Regions from separate parts of the Mus musculus genome. Here regions 1 and 3 are each linked to region 2. A link is a contact called in public HiCAR-type and HiChIP or PLAC-seq data. All regions are on one chromosome and are shown on one strand. Each heading gives the region's core, a stretch centred on a gene start, on an enhancer-like site or on the middle of the called end of the contact. The rest is flanking DNA. Distances are from core to core; before and after follow the strand shown. Region 1 holds the start of Hotairm2 (Hoxa transcript antisense RNA, myeloid-specific 2). Region 2 holds the start of C530044C16Rik (RIKEN cDNA C530044C16 gene). Region 3 holds the start of Hoxa9 (homeobox A9).

Region 1 (3,885 bases), core at 104-2,603, 1.4 Mb after region 2:
AACCACTGTAGTCCAGCCAAATACACAAGATGCTTAGGCATACCTAAAACTTGAATACTTTTATTACAGACATCTTAAGACCCGTAAACTCTGCTCTGGACCACATCACTCCAGGATCTCAGAGCTGTTCATGATTGTACAGTAAATGGAGACTATCATAGGCTCACAAAGAATAACTGATAGAACTCAGTGTGATATTTCAGGGACATCAGAACATTGTGCGACATGCAGAAGACTAGTCACGAATCACACAAAATATACATTCATTGTGCCATCCATCACATTAACAATTAGCTGGAAATACACTGGATCCAGCCATGATACAAGACAGTGTGGAAGGAAAGGGTGACTGAAAGAATGAATACCTTTGGGTTACAAATGATCCAGCATGATTTTTAAATGCAGGGTGGCCAGAGAAGCAGGAAGAATTGGTTAGAGTTTGGGAAGACCTGGCACAGGCAAAGTGCTTGGCAGGCCTTCTTAACTCTGAAAGAACCAATTGAGGCCAACTTCTGAGGCATCTGACTCTGTTTGAATGAAAGAGGTTTTCTTCTTTCGCCCATAATCACACATGAACTGTACCAGTTTTGAGAATTTGTCCACCCTGTTTGATTTAGTGACCTACATATTTCTATAAAATGTGTATAAAGATAAATCTCTGACGGGAAAGCATTTACAACCAGCAAACTCACACACATGAAACCAGCTAAGTTAGGGGGTGAATTAATTGTGTAAACACAGTGCATCTCTTCTTCATGAGTCTTTGGACACTCTCTCTCCTCTATGTCCTACTTAAGGGCTAGGTGGAGAAGAACAATACATAGATAAAAGGAGAGATGCCTCCTTCCTGCAAATGTCTGATGGCAAAGGGAACTAACTGTTCTCCAGCCGACATCTAAAAGGAATCATAGGTTGTGGGGAGAAAAAAATCTCACAACAGTGAAGGAAAGGATGTTGGGAGCCATCAGCAATTGATGTGGACACCCGATGTGGATGAAGGAGTTAACTTCCAACCAAGGCTCCAGAATTCTCTGGAAATACCTTATCTTGGCCAGGAGCTCCCCAGATGGGACGAGAAAGGAAGAGAGAGTCTGTAAAGAAAGGAAGATAAGCTAAGAATGTGCTTTGGGTAAGAAATCCCAGCCCAGGGAGAAGCCTGGGCTGCAGAGTTGGGCTGGAGTAGCCTCAGTGGGAGGTAGTCAGAGTGTCTGAGGTAGACGATGCCGGAGAAGGGGCACTGGGCGAGGGGCTAGATTTCTCAGATGATTCTTCCGTTTTCTCATCGCTGCCAGGAGGAGTGGCAGGGGAGATGGGCAGGAGCCCCTCCTTCTCACGCTTCTTCTGCTTCATGCGGCGATTCTGGAACCAGATCTTCACCTGGGTCTCATTGAGCTGTAGGGACGCGGCAATCTCCACCCTGCGCGCTCGTGTAAGGTACTTGTTGAAGTGGAACTCCTTCTCCAGCTCTGTGAGCTGCTTGGTGGTGAAATTGGTGCGCACTGCGTTGGGTTGACCCACGTAGCCGTACTCTCCAACTTTCCCTAGGGTAGGGGAGGAAGAGAGAAAAGATTAAAAAAAAAATCTTAAACCTTTATCCAGATTGCCCCAAGCTTGAGGCAATATTCGGTTAACTACTCAGCGAGCACAAACCCTATCGGGAAGCGCCAGTGACGATGTGTAAGCAGTGTTAACCTGAAGTCAACCATTAGTGTGATCAGGCTCGTGATTAATGGAGCCTTGTAGATATTAACAGGACATCACCATCACCACCATCACCACCATCACCACCTCCCACTCCCCGCACACTATCTAACTATAGACCATTTAAACCTCAGCCCCTGTGAAACGCTTTTGCCTCTGCACACCTGGGCACCCTACACCACTCACTACAACTCTAGATGACATTAGACATAAACAAGAACCAATCTTTTAAAAATCATTCATTTTCCTAGGAAACTAGGTGTGCCAGCCCCTTTCAAAAATCGAACAGCATTTGTCTGTCAGCCGGCAGGACTTACCTGTTTTGGGAGGGTTTCTTTTAACTTTCATCCAGTCAAAGGTCTGCGCTGGAGAAGACGTCTCTGAAGCAGGGGAACGACAGGCTTCTTGGTGGCTGGCGTGGAGAGGGGATAAGGAGTTATTATACGTGGCCAGGGCCAGAGTCTGCTGCTCTTGTCCATATGAGTGGTGAATGTACTGGGGCGAGCCCACTGTGCCCCCAGCATAACCCTGGTGGTGGTGGTGATGCTGGACCATGGGAGTCGAGAGGTTTCCAGAGTAAACAGCGGGAGCGCACGGGGGGTACCCACCACTTACGTCTGCTTCCTGATTTAATCCATAGGGGCCATAAGGCGCACTGAAGTTCTGCGCGCCATAGCTTGGACCACAACTCGAGTGGGAATAAGAAATCCCAAGGTTTCCAGAAGTCTGGTAAGTAGCCGTCTGGGGGTGGTGATGGTGGTGGTGGTGGTGGTGGTGGTGGGGCGAGCTGATCTGCACCCCCCTGCCCACTAGGAAGCGGTCGTCGCCGCCGCAGCTGTTGGCACTGACCGCGCAGGATTGGAAAGTTGTAATCCCATGGTCAGAGGGGTAAGCTCGCGCCGAGCAGGTCCCAGAGTCGCCACTGCCAAGGATGGGGTATTCCAGAAAGGAGTTCATTCTTGCATTGTCCATCTGTCACTGAGTGATTGGATCCTGCGAAGCCCTGGGTGACCGTGCCAACTTTCTCACTTCCTCCATAGGACCAGAGAAGAAAAATGATATGAATGTACAGTGCGCAAGAGGCGGGGCGGGCAGGCGGAGGGCTCGAGGGGAGGACACGTGACTCTACCAGCCAATGGCTGAGCCGCCTGCGAAAGTTTACCGGCTGCGGCCGTGATGGATCACCGTTTCAGTGGCATTTAAATCCCCGGCGCTCCTCAGTGTAGGTGACGCGCGCTCGCCCCCCCAGGCAGCCCGGGCCGCGGCGGTAGCAGCGGCCGCTCCCGGAGCTGACTTGGAGCACTGGGACCAAAGGGAGTCGAGACTGCCTTCTGCGCGCGCCCGGCTTTGCGCGCCTCCGCCACCAGATGTGGGGGGATGGGAGGCCCCCTCCGCGGCCCCTTCCCCACCCAGCCCAGAAAGCTGAACTGGCAAGAGGTGAGAGGGGATGAGGCCTCCTGGCTCTCTTGTGGCGGGCATCTTGTGGGCCGAAAATCTCTGCGTGGTCGCAAGGACCCTGGCGGAGCTGGGAGCACGCGGGGTGGGAAGGGTGGGAATCCAACAGACACCACGCCCTCAGCTCGGGGCGGCCGCCACTACCCAACCCCTGCAAGAGACCTGAGCCCGGAATCCCGGCGCCTAGGGCGAGGTTGCGTCACTGGCTCGCCAGCCTCGGAATGTAGAGGGACGTGCGCAGAGGATTGACTGGGAGGAACCATGGTGAATGTGCTGGGGACCAAAGCAAGAAAAGAAACTTCTGTCCTCATCCAAAGGGTCTTAGAGCCCTCTTCCCTGATTCCTGCCGGCCAATAGCATGGCAATGGGAGCTTCTGTAATTCGACCCCAGGGTCCCGGGATTCGGGGGTGGGGGTGGGGGTGGGGGGGGCTACGAACCCAGCTCTCTGGGAAAGGCCGGGTGTCCACTCTCTTCTCTGCCCTCTCTCCTTCTCTGTCGCTTTGCTCTTGGTAGCCCTGCAAAATCGGGGCAACTCTGCTACTGGAGTTTAAGGAGTAGAAGGCAAAGGAGATTGTTGACGCCAGCAGACGTGGCTGACTGGCGTGAGGGCCGAGCCTGAGCTGCAGGCCATCTGCCAACTCTTAGAGACCCAGGAGCATGCTCACTCTAGGGTAGGCCTCAGAAGGGCAGATAACAGGCAACTCCTAAAAAGTATGCAGACCTCCCCC
Region 2 (4,212 bases), core at 1,516-4,015:
TTGTGTGCACACACACACACACACACACACACACACAGAGAGAGAGAGAGAGAGAGAGAGAGAGATACAGATACATACACACACAGGCGCGCGCACACACCCACACACACCTCTTGTTCCCATACTCTAACATCAACACTACTCTTTAACCATTTTATATGTTTTAATCAGTGATAATTATTTATGCTTGTGGCTACCAGGTATTTTTTTTTGGTATGGTTTTACATTGTGTAATAATCAATTTAGGATATTTAGGTTATCCAGCATCTTAAGCATTTATCATTTCTTTGTCATGAGCACATTCAAATCCTCTTCTAGCTATTTTTAATTATGTAATAAATAATGTTGACAATAGCAATCCTTCTATGTAGTAGTATATCACCTCTACTCATTTTGTCAACAAAAATGTCCTTTAATCCTTCCCATGCCCTTGAGAATTGGTTTGACCATTTGAGATCCACTTCTCTAGAGGTGCCTACCATGTTGAGAAGGAAGCCTTCCTTAGGAACCCCAGCCTGCACTCAGCCTGTAGCTCACTCTGGCTCCCTATCTAAAAATGAAACCAAATCAAACCAGAAAGGCCGAAGAAGTGACTTCATGGCCATAGTGATGATTAAAGTGTTACTGAACAAATGGTCCATCCTGTTACCGTCTAGACTTTATAATTGTTTTTCATTTCATTAGAAGGTATTCCCAACCCTGTTTTATAAGGGATGAGTGTGTGTGTGTGTGTGTGTGTGTGTGTGTGTGTGAGAGAGAGAGAGAGAGAGAGAGAGAGAGAGAGAGAGAGGAGAGAGAGAGAGAGAGAGAGAGAGAGAGATAGAGAGAGAGATACTTATGAGTAAAATGGCTTCCCGATGTTTTGAAAACCAGGACATGACAAGGTAAGTCCAGGTCTCTTGGCTTCTTCCTTCCCTGTCATGATTGCACCTCTATTCATCCAGTTCTACTTGTGTCAAGAGCTTCAGACTCCGCATTAATATTCTGGTGGTTGTTTTTTTTTTTTTCTTTCAATCTCTACTTTGAGCCATTTCATCTCATTTTGACTTACAGCCTCTGTGTCCTAACTACTAGGTTTTCTTCCAGCCATCCTGAGCACTTTCTTCATGCTAAACTTGGTGACTGGGTCAGGCCACTCCATGCAGAGTCAGGAAACAAATCTGTGCTGAGGGGCCGGAAACATGGCTGGCTGGGGTGGAGCTGGGGAGGGGGGGGCGGGAGGTAGAGAGATTTTTGTATTCCCCTGACTCGAAGAGGAGGCTGTTCTATGTGTTTCATGTCTTTATCTTGTCACAGTTCATGAAATTGACATGGTCACCTCCGTTCAGTAAGAAGACATTGAGGCTCAGGGACAGTAACTAGCTTGTGCAAGGTCACCTAAGCCTGTCAGTGACAACTGAAAAAATTAAGTCAGACCTCCTGTCTCCAAAGTCCCTCTGAATTCGCAGACCTCTCCAGCAAGGGTTCTGGAAGGATGTTAGGGAAGGCTGACATTCCAGCCAGACCTGGAAGTGGGACAAATTCAACTTGACTCCTTGCTGAGAGATGGAGTATATGTTAGGCAACCAATCCAGACAGGAGCGTATGACAAGGTTCTAGATTGGTTCCAGGCCAGTGCCAAGCAAGCCGCACTCAGAAGTGAGGTAAGGTTAGCTGATGGTACCATGGCTTAAAGGTTTCCCATGCTTTCATGCTCTGATGGAAATTGACTCTGCTTTTCCTTAATTTGCTAGGGAAACTTCTAGAGAAAAGAAACTCTTTTCTTGCATGGAGAGGTGACAGGAGTGTTTGCATACCTGGATGGCCCCAGAGAATTTATAGCCAATCCCTGGAGCTAGCTCGCTCGCTCTCTCTCTCTCTCTCTCTCTCTCTCTCTCTCTCTCTCTCTCTCATTAATTTTATTTATTTAATGTATGAGTGCTCTATAGCATACATATCTGCCTGCCTGAAGAGGGCATCAGATTCCCCTATAGATGGTTGTGAGCCACCATGTGGTTGCTGGTTGCTGGGAATTGAACTCATGACCTCTAGAAGAGCAGCCAGTGCTTTTAACTGCTGAGCCATCTCACTAGCCCCACTGTAAAGGTTTCGGAACCATCCAAAAAGCATGCACCAATTCTTTCCCTTCCTCTGTCCGTGATGCAGCAGCATTAGAGAATCCAGGAGGTTGAACCTATGTGACAAATAATTTGTGTCCAAAACTCCAGCTATGAGGAAGCTCATCGGTGTAGAAGGAGATGAAGTCAAGGCCGTGTGGGAGGGGAGATCTGAGTCCCGATCCTCAGCTCCTGCTGATGATGTGACATCATGACATCCTGGCACCCTCCATAGAGCTCTCAAGAGGCAAGGCAGGCTGCTCTTCAAACCAGCTCCTGGAAGGGAGAACACTGCCAAGCAAGGGACAAATCTGACTGAGATGTAACTTATAAAACATAGGGAAATGACAACGTGAACAGTTATTTTTCTCTGGAGACACACATAACAAATGGCACATTCAAATCAGCGCTGCGAATGTTAAGTAGTCTCTACATGTGCCTGGCCCTGTGACTACACAGTGCGGATTCCTGGGCTCTCCTTTCAGTCACTAAGAAGGTTTTCCCTAGATTCCCTACTGGGAACCATCTCCCAGGGATTTCTGGTTCAGGATGGCTGAAGCCCAGTGGGTCCTGTGACTCTGGCTTTCTGATGCAAGGGCCATCTGAGTTCATTTTGAGATGCTGAGACCAACCCCTATCCATTCAGAAGCCATTCGGTGTCCCTTCTTCAATTAGTTCCTTATCGTGGGGCTGCTGAAAGCATTGTGAGTATCCAGAGATGAATTAATGAGGGCTGAAAAGATCCAGAGATAGTTACATGCAAAGATGAAAAGGGCCCATTAGAATATCGGGATAAATAAAATCTGCCCTCCGCCCATTTCAGAAGACTTAATGGAACGTCGCAAAGTGTTCAGAAGGAGTTGTTCTGAGGCCTGGAGGGAGGCAGACACCGCCATTCCTGTCTGATACTTGGGGCTGTAGCTGCTGCAATCCACTCAGGCCCTCAGCTCTGGTCCAGGTCAGTGTGATGTTAGGGATAAATGTGTGTGGGGCATCCTTAGAACAAAGCCAGGGAATCGGGAATTTAAATCACTCTGATTTATGCCCAGCTTGTCAACTCTCCTGGGCTTTAGAAATGCTGAATATTCGAGCATTTGCTTTCAGATGTGGCACTTGCTTTCAGATGTGAGGTGGGGCTTGTTCCCAGTTGATTATTAACAATGGGGACCCTGACACTTCAGTGATGCTCAGCTGAAACCTTTAAACTCATCCATTCCTGCTTTGTGACGTGCTAGAGATTCCACGAATTAAGAAAAAAACACTCTATAGGAACATCATCTGACTTTTTTGAGCAGTATTTCTGCGACCAGTTAGTTACCTTGGGGGCGGGGGGCGGGGATGGAGGCTTAAGCATCCTTTATCTGTGTTCACACATCTGAGCTGCCACTCTCTTACTGAGTGTTGGGAATGCACATCAAGTCTATACTAACGAAAAATTCTTTCCTGAAGAGGAGACAATGGCGGGATACTCCTCTACCGCCTGTATTGTGGCTGCTTATTATGTATCTAACAGTGTTCCATGCTGAGCAGAAAACCTGGTTCCTCCTGCCCACGCGGTTACTATAAATGTTTCAATCAATCCCTTTCATGCAGCACAGAGCACAGGAAGCACAATGTGCAGTGACTAAACAAGCCATTTAAATTCTTCTCAGGCAGAGAGGTTAAGAGAGAGGTGGGGGGAGGAGCGGCGAGAGCAGAGATGGCCAAGGTACTGCATTCAAATGTTTTTGATGGGTTTCTAAGATACTTGTCTCTTTTCTCCGAAACAAATGCATTCATGTCCCAGGAAGGAAGGCAACGGAGGAAAATGCTCGCTGGTGAGCTCATGAGAAATGCCAAAGGAGTTGTTTGTGTCGAGCTTCAAATATCAGGGTTTCTTTATTGTGGAGCTTTGAGGCTCAGAGTCAGGCCAAGTGTTTCCATGACAACTAATAGATGTTATGTTTATTTACTGAGCAGCGGGTGAATGACGCATCAGCAACTGACATTTTAGTTTCTTTCTCCTTTTTCTCCCCTCTCCAGTAAAGGTTTGTTTTACTGGATGAAAATGGCTCCATCTTCCGTTTTATTCATCAGAGCTTCTAAGGTGAAAATAAACCTCAGTTTAATAGGATTC
Region 3 (4,186 bases), core at 1,054-3,553, 1.5 Mb after region 2:
GCCGCCACCTTCCAAAAGCAAGAAATGGAGGGAATCTGAGGTCTCCCCAAACTTCCCGGGTCAGATTGCCCGACTGACGTTGCTGCCACAGTTTGTGAACAATCTAGCTGCACAAAAGACTTCTCTGCGCTGCTTTCGAAGAACCGCCCAAAGTCTGTCTGTCCTAGGCCAGGGCAGCTTAGGAGAGGGGCGGCGGGTCTCCGCTCTACTCGCCCGCCCGCCCCGCCCCCTCACTGCAGCAGCCTCCTCCCTTTCCCCTAGCCGGCCCGGGTGCTCCACACAGTTCTCTGGACTTGGGGCCCCTATCAGAGGTGTTCCAAACACCAACTTCTGGTTCTCGGACCCTAGATCCAGAGGCACCCATCGAGGACGAAGGCAGGCTCCAGAGAAAGCTGACGCGCTGGTAGATCCTGGTGGCCTGCGTGGAGGCAGCGGCCGGTTTGCAGGAAGGAGACACTTACTGGGATCGATGGGGGGCTTGTCTCCGCCGCTCTCATTCTCGGCATTGTTTTCGGAGAAGGCGCCTTCGCTGGGTTGTTTTTCTCTATCAACTGGAGGAGAACCACAAGCATAGTCAGTCAGGGACAAAGTGTGAGTGTCAAGCGTGGGACAGTCACCCCTTCTGGCCGAGAGCGGTTCAGGTTTAATGCCATAAGGCCGGCTGGAGGGTAAGCCCGCGAAGGAGAGCGCACCGGGCGTGGGTTCCAGCCAGGAGCGCATATACCTGCCGTCCGGCGCCGCCGCCGCCACGGGCGCCTGGGGATGCACGTAGGGGTGGTGGTGGTGATGATACACTGCAGCAGGCACCGCATTGGCGCCCGCCGCGTGCACTGGGTTCCACGAGGCACCAAACACCGCCGCCTTGGACTGGAAGCTGCAAGGACTGAAGTCGGGGTGTTCGGCCAGAGCTGCCGCCTGCCTTGGGGGTTGACCCAGGGTCCCTGGAGCGTAGCGTCCCGCACCCAGCTCATCAGCAGCGTCGGCGCCCAGCAGGAAGGAGTCCACATAGTAGTTGCCCAGGGCCCCGGTGGTGGCCATTGCAGTAGCCCGCGCCTGGCCGGCCCAGCCCGACCCGCCGAAATTATGAAACTGCAGATTTCATGTAACAACTTGGTGGCACCAGGGGGGGGTGAAGTACAGTCACCTAATAAGTTGCCGGCGCCCGCGCCCCCATTGGCCACGCGCGTCACGTGTCCGCCCGGCAGAACAATAACGCGTAAATCACTCCGCACGCTATTAATGGCCCGGTGTTTTGCAGTCATAATTTTTATAGCAAAAGCCATATGTTTTTATGCAAAGGGATCGCGCAGCTCCACGATCTGGTTTGTTTTAATTGTGGCCAACGAAGATTAAAAGATCAAATCTGGCCTTGCCTCTGTACTCTCCCTTGCCACCCCCCCAACACACACACATACCAGACACACACACTTCTTAAGCGGACTATTTTATATCACAATTAATCACGCCATCAGGAAGGCGCGGGTCCCGCGTGTGAGCACGGCCAGCAGAGCCCCTCACATAAAATTAGACAATAATTGAAGCCATAAAAAAGCAGCCAAATCGCATTCTCACTCTACTGTATTTAAATCTATATTTATGATATTTCATAAGGAGTTATTGTTTCGGAAGCCACACAGGCTGGTGGAAAGTCAGGAGCGACCAACAGATTCGTTTGCCTCGCTGTGGCTCCCTGTAAAAATTTATGAGGACTTGGAAAGGTTAAATTAGACTGTTGTGTTTGGTTGGTGAATACCCTGTAAATAATCCTTGCAGTCCTCAGAGATGTGAGCCCCCCGCCCGCGCGCGCCCCCAGGGCCGGCCTAGAAAAGTCAAATACAAGGCTCTCTCCACCTCAAACAGAGTGACCACCGCCCCTGTCGCGACGCACCGTCGATGATACAACCACCTAAAATGGGCTACCGACCCTAGTCAGACTGGAAAGCCAGCCAGGCGCTTGCACATCGGCCAGATCACCCTTGCTCCACAGGGAAGGCCCCACAGAGCAACCAGAGCAACCGCCAAGGAGAGAACTGCCAACCCTCAAGGGTTTGTGTCACAAACGCCCTGATTGTGTCACAAGCGCCCTGGCCCACTTCTTTGAGCACAAACTGCCCAGCGAATTTTATTCCCTAGCCAGCGGGTTCTAAGCTCCATCATCTGTATGCCTAGTCCCGCTCCCCAGACTGGAGATGGGGAAAATCGCCAGTCAACATCAAGAGGTGTTTGTCTTGCTGAGGGGTCACCTCGCCTAGTTTCTGGGCCCTGTATGAACCGCTCTGGTATCCTTCCCTCTTCTGTTTTTTCCTCCTATTCCTCTATCACCCCACTTTTTTTCCCCTTCCTTCCCATTCCCCTTTTCCTTCTTTTGTTACTCCCCTCCCTCCCTTCCTCTCTTTCCCCCCCGCCCCCATCTCCAGCGCCCCTGCCTTGGTTATCCTTGAAACAGAACAACAGAGATCCCATAGTCAAACTACAGCTCAAGTCCAGTGCTACAAATTAACCCGGGAGGAACACTGGACATTGACTTTAATCTCATCCTTTGGTCAAATGGAGGATGTTATTTTTCACCCCTTAGAATCTTTGGGAATAAGAGAAAAAAAGTGAGAAGGCCACAGCCACTGTTGTTAATGGGAGGGGCGGTGGCCCCATCCCAATCTGGAACACAAAGCAACAGCTCTTAGAAACTGTGTAATTAAATTCACGTGTGAATTTTGTGCCTTCCAAGAGTATGTTTCTCATTACTTCACTATCCACAAAAATGCTGACCCGAGACATTTCCATCTTTGTTTTTGCTTTCTTCCTCAGAAATAGTTCAAGGAGACACTTTCCAACGCTCTGACAGATTCCCCCAAATATTAGGCTCTCCACCAGAGAGGGGCTGGGAAGCTCCCGGGATCCACACCCCCTCGCTTGTCGGCAGGAAGAAGAAAGTGGTCAGCGCCAGGAACTGGATGTGGCCTGTCCTGACTGCCTCAGTCCCCTCCCCCTAATATTTTTCCTTTCCCTGCAAATTCCTCCAAGACACACACACCCCCAACACAACCCAAGGTGTTCTAAATATCCGGTAGTCCTCTGAGGTTCAGGTTTTCATTAAAGCAATAACCCAGGAGTATAACTCTGCTCTTAATTGTAATAGTAAATGGTAGAGTATTCCTGGCTGACTTTTTCATTTTTTGTATTCAGAGAAGATATGTATCATCACCATCATCATTAATATCATTAATATTTATTAATTTAAAATACTTTTAAAACTTTAGTCTCAAAACAGAAAAATTACAAAGAATTAGGTACTGAGTATTAAGCAGCTGTTTACATGTGGCCCAAAAGGGGGAAAATTCATAAAAGGAGATATTGTCCTTGTGAGTCTAGAAACATGATCCTAAAGTATACAGGTTTTTATTTCTGCTTTCTTTTGGATGAGTTGTATACACATCTAGAAATAATAAATGGATGCAACCACACAACACCTCATGCTCAACTGAGAATCTTCCAAAAACGTTGGTCTTTGAAATAAGCCCAGTACCCGGATGCAGAAAATGGCAGAGAAGAGTTGGAGGGAGCCTGGAGTACTGGTCACTCAGATAACAGGTTGTTGGCTGAGCAACGAAAACAATTCCCGGGCATCAGCCTGAGCCGGGAAGGGAAACAGAGTTCTGTGGTCTCAGGCAGTGCCTGTGTTGTTGGGGGTGGGGAGAGGGTGGTTTGTTTCAGGTTTCTGTATTAAGAGTCGTTAGGCTGGTTTTCTTAGATTACAATTTAGTACCAGTGCCCCAGTTTGTGCCCTCCCTGATCTTGAATTTGGGATTGTTTTCACTCATTTAAAATATATTGGACCTGGGAAGGTCTCCCTTCTCAAACCCTCAGTTGCACAAGGCAGGACATTTTCTGAATCTAAAATGGCTAGCAAGCCAGCGAGCAGTCAAGCCTTGGACCCGGTGAGGCTCTCTCATCACGGTCAAAGCCCGAGTTAGGACCCGTAAAGCTGGCAGAGTCGGTCAGAAGCTTCCCGCTGAAGCGTTCTCAGTAGTCGGGCGACACAGAACCTAGGCAGGAATTCAGCCCTGATTCCAATTTCCGAACCAATGGATCTGGCAAAGTGTTTCCTGCCCTCGATGTGGGCACACAAAGACGCCGCGGGTGCCCCCTCACCGGATCTCTCGGGCAGCCGCTAACGCAAGGCCGCCGC

What was found. HiCAR-type assays count read pairs that join an accessible place to other places. HiChIP or PLAC-seq counts read pairs in DNA pulled down with a chosen protein or histone mark.
Region 1: a HiCAR-type map of astrocytes shows a contact between it and region 2, with 4 times the contacts expected there. The contact joins the promoter of Hotairm2 here to the promoter of C530044C16Rik in region 2. A contact is called at or near these places in 6 of 39 promoter capture datasets (the 3T3-L1 cell line, cranial neural crest, liver and 3 more) and 2 of 115 datasets of contacts at active chromatin or transcription factors (astrocytes and embryonic hindbrain).
Region 3: an H3K4me3 HiChIP or PLAC-seq map of neural progenitor cells shows a contact between it and region 2, with 15 times the contacts expected there. The contact joins the promoter of Hoxa9 here to the promoter of C530044C16Rik in region 2. A contact is called at or near these places in 2 of 39 promoter capture datasets (hippocampal neurons and liver), 2 of 115 datasets of contacts at active chromatin or transcription factors (neural progenitor cells and neural tube) and 1 of 9 other capture datasets (adipose tissue).

The regions. Positions count from the first base shown.
Region 1 is chr6:52,155,549-52,159,433 of GRCm38.p6, forward strand. It overlaps Hotairm2 (Hoxa transcript antisense RNA, myeloid-specific 2), which reads left to right and starts at 1,354. Exons shown (of 3, transcript NR_146400.1): 1 at 1,354-1,434; 2 at 2,342-2,430; 3 at 2,742-2,981. It overlaps Hoxa1 (homeobox A1), which reads right to left and starts at 2,769. Exons shown (of 2, transcript NM_010449.4): 1 at 2,019-2,769; 2 at 1-1,541. The coding sequence starts at 2,673. The coding sequence ends at 1,186. Hotairm1 (Hoxa transcript antisense RNA, myeloid-specific 1) reads left to right here and starts at 2,976. Exons shown (of 2, transcript NR_131181.1): 1 at 2,976-3,138.
Region 2 is chr6:50,773,350-50,777,561 of GRCm38.p6, forward strand. It overlaps C530044C16Rik (RIKEN cDNA C530044C16 gene), which reads left to right and starts at 2,766. Exons shown (of 5, transcript NR_045984.1): 1 at 2,766-2,800; 2 at 2,920-3,054.
Region 3 is chr6:52,225,067-52,229,252 of GRCm38.p6, forward strand. Hoxa9 (homeobox A9) reads right to left here and starts at 2,304. Exons shown (of 2, transcript NM_010456.3): 1 at 462-2,304. The coding sequence starts at 1,038. It overlaps Gm52902 (a long non-coding RNA gene), which reads left to right and starts at 2,438. Exons shown (of 2, transcript XR_003956434.1): 1 at 2,438-4,186.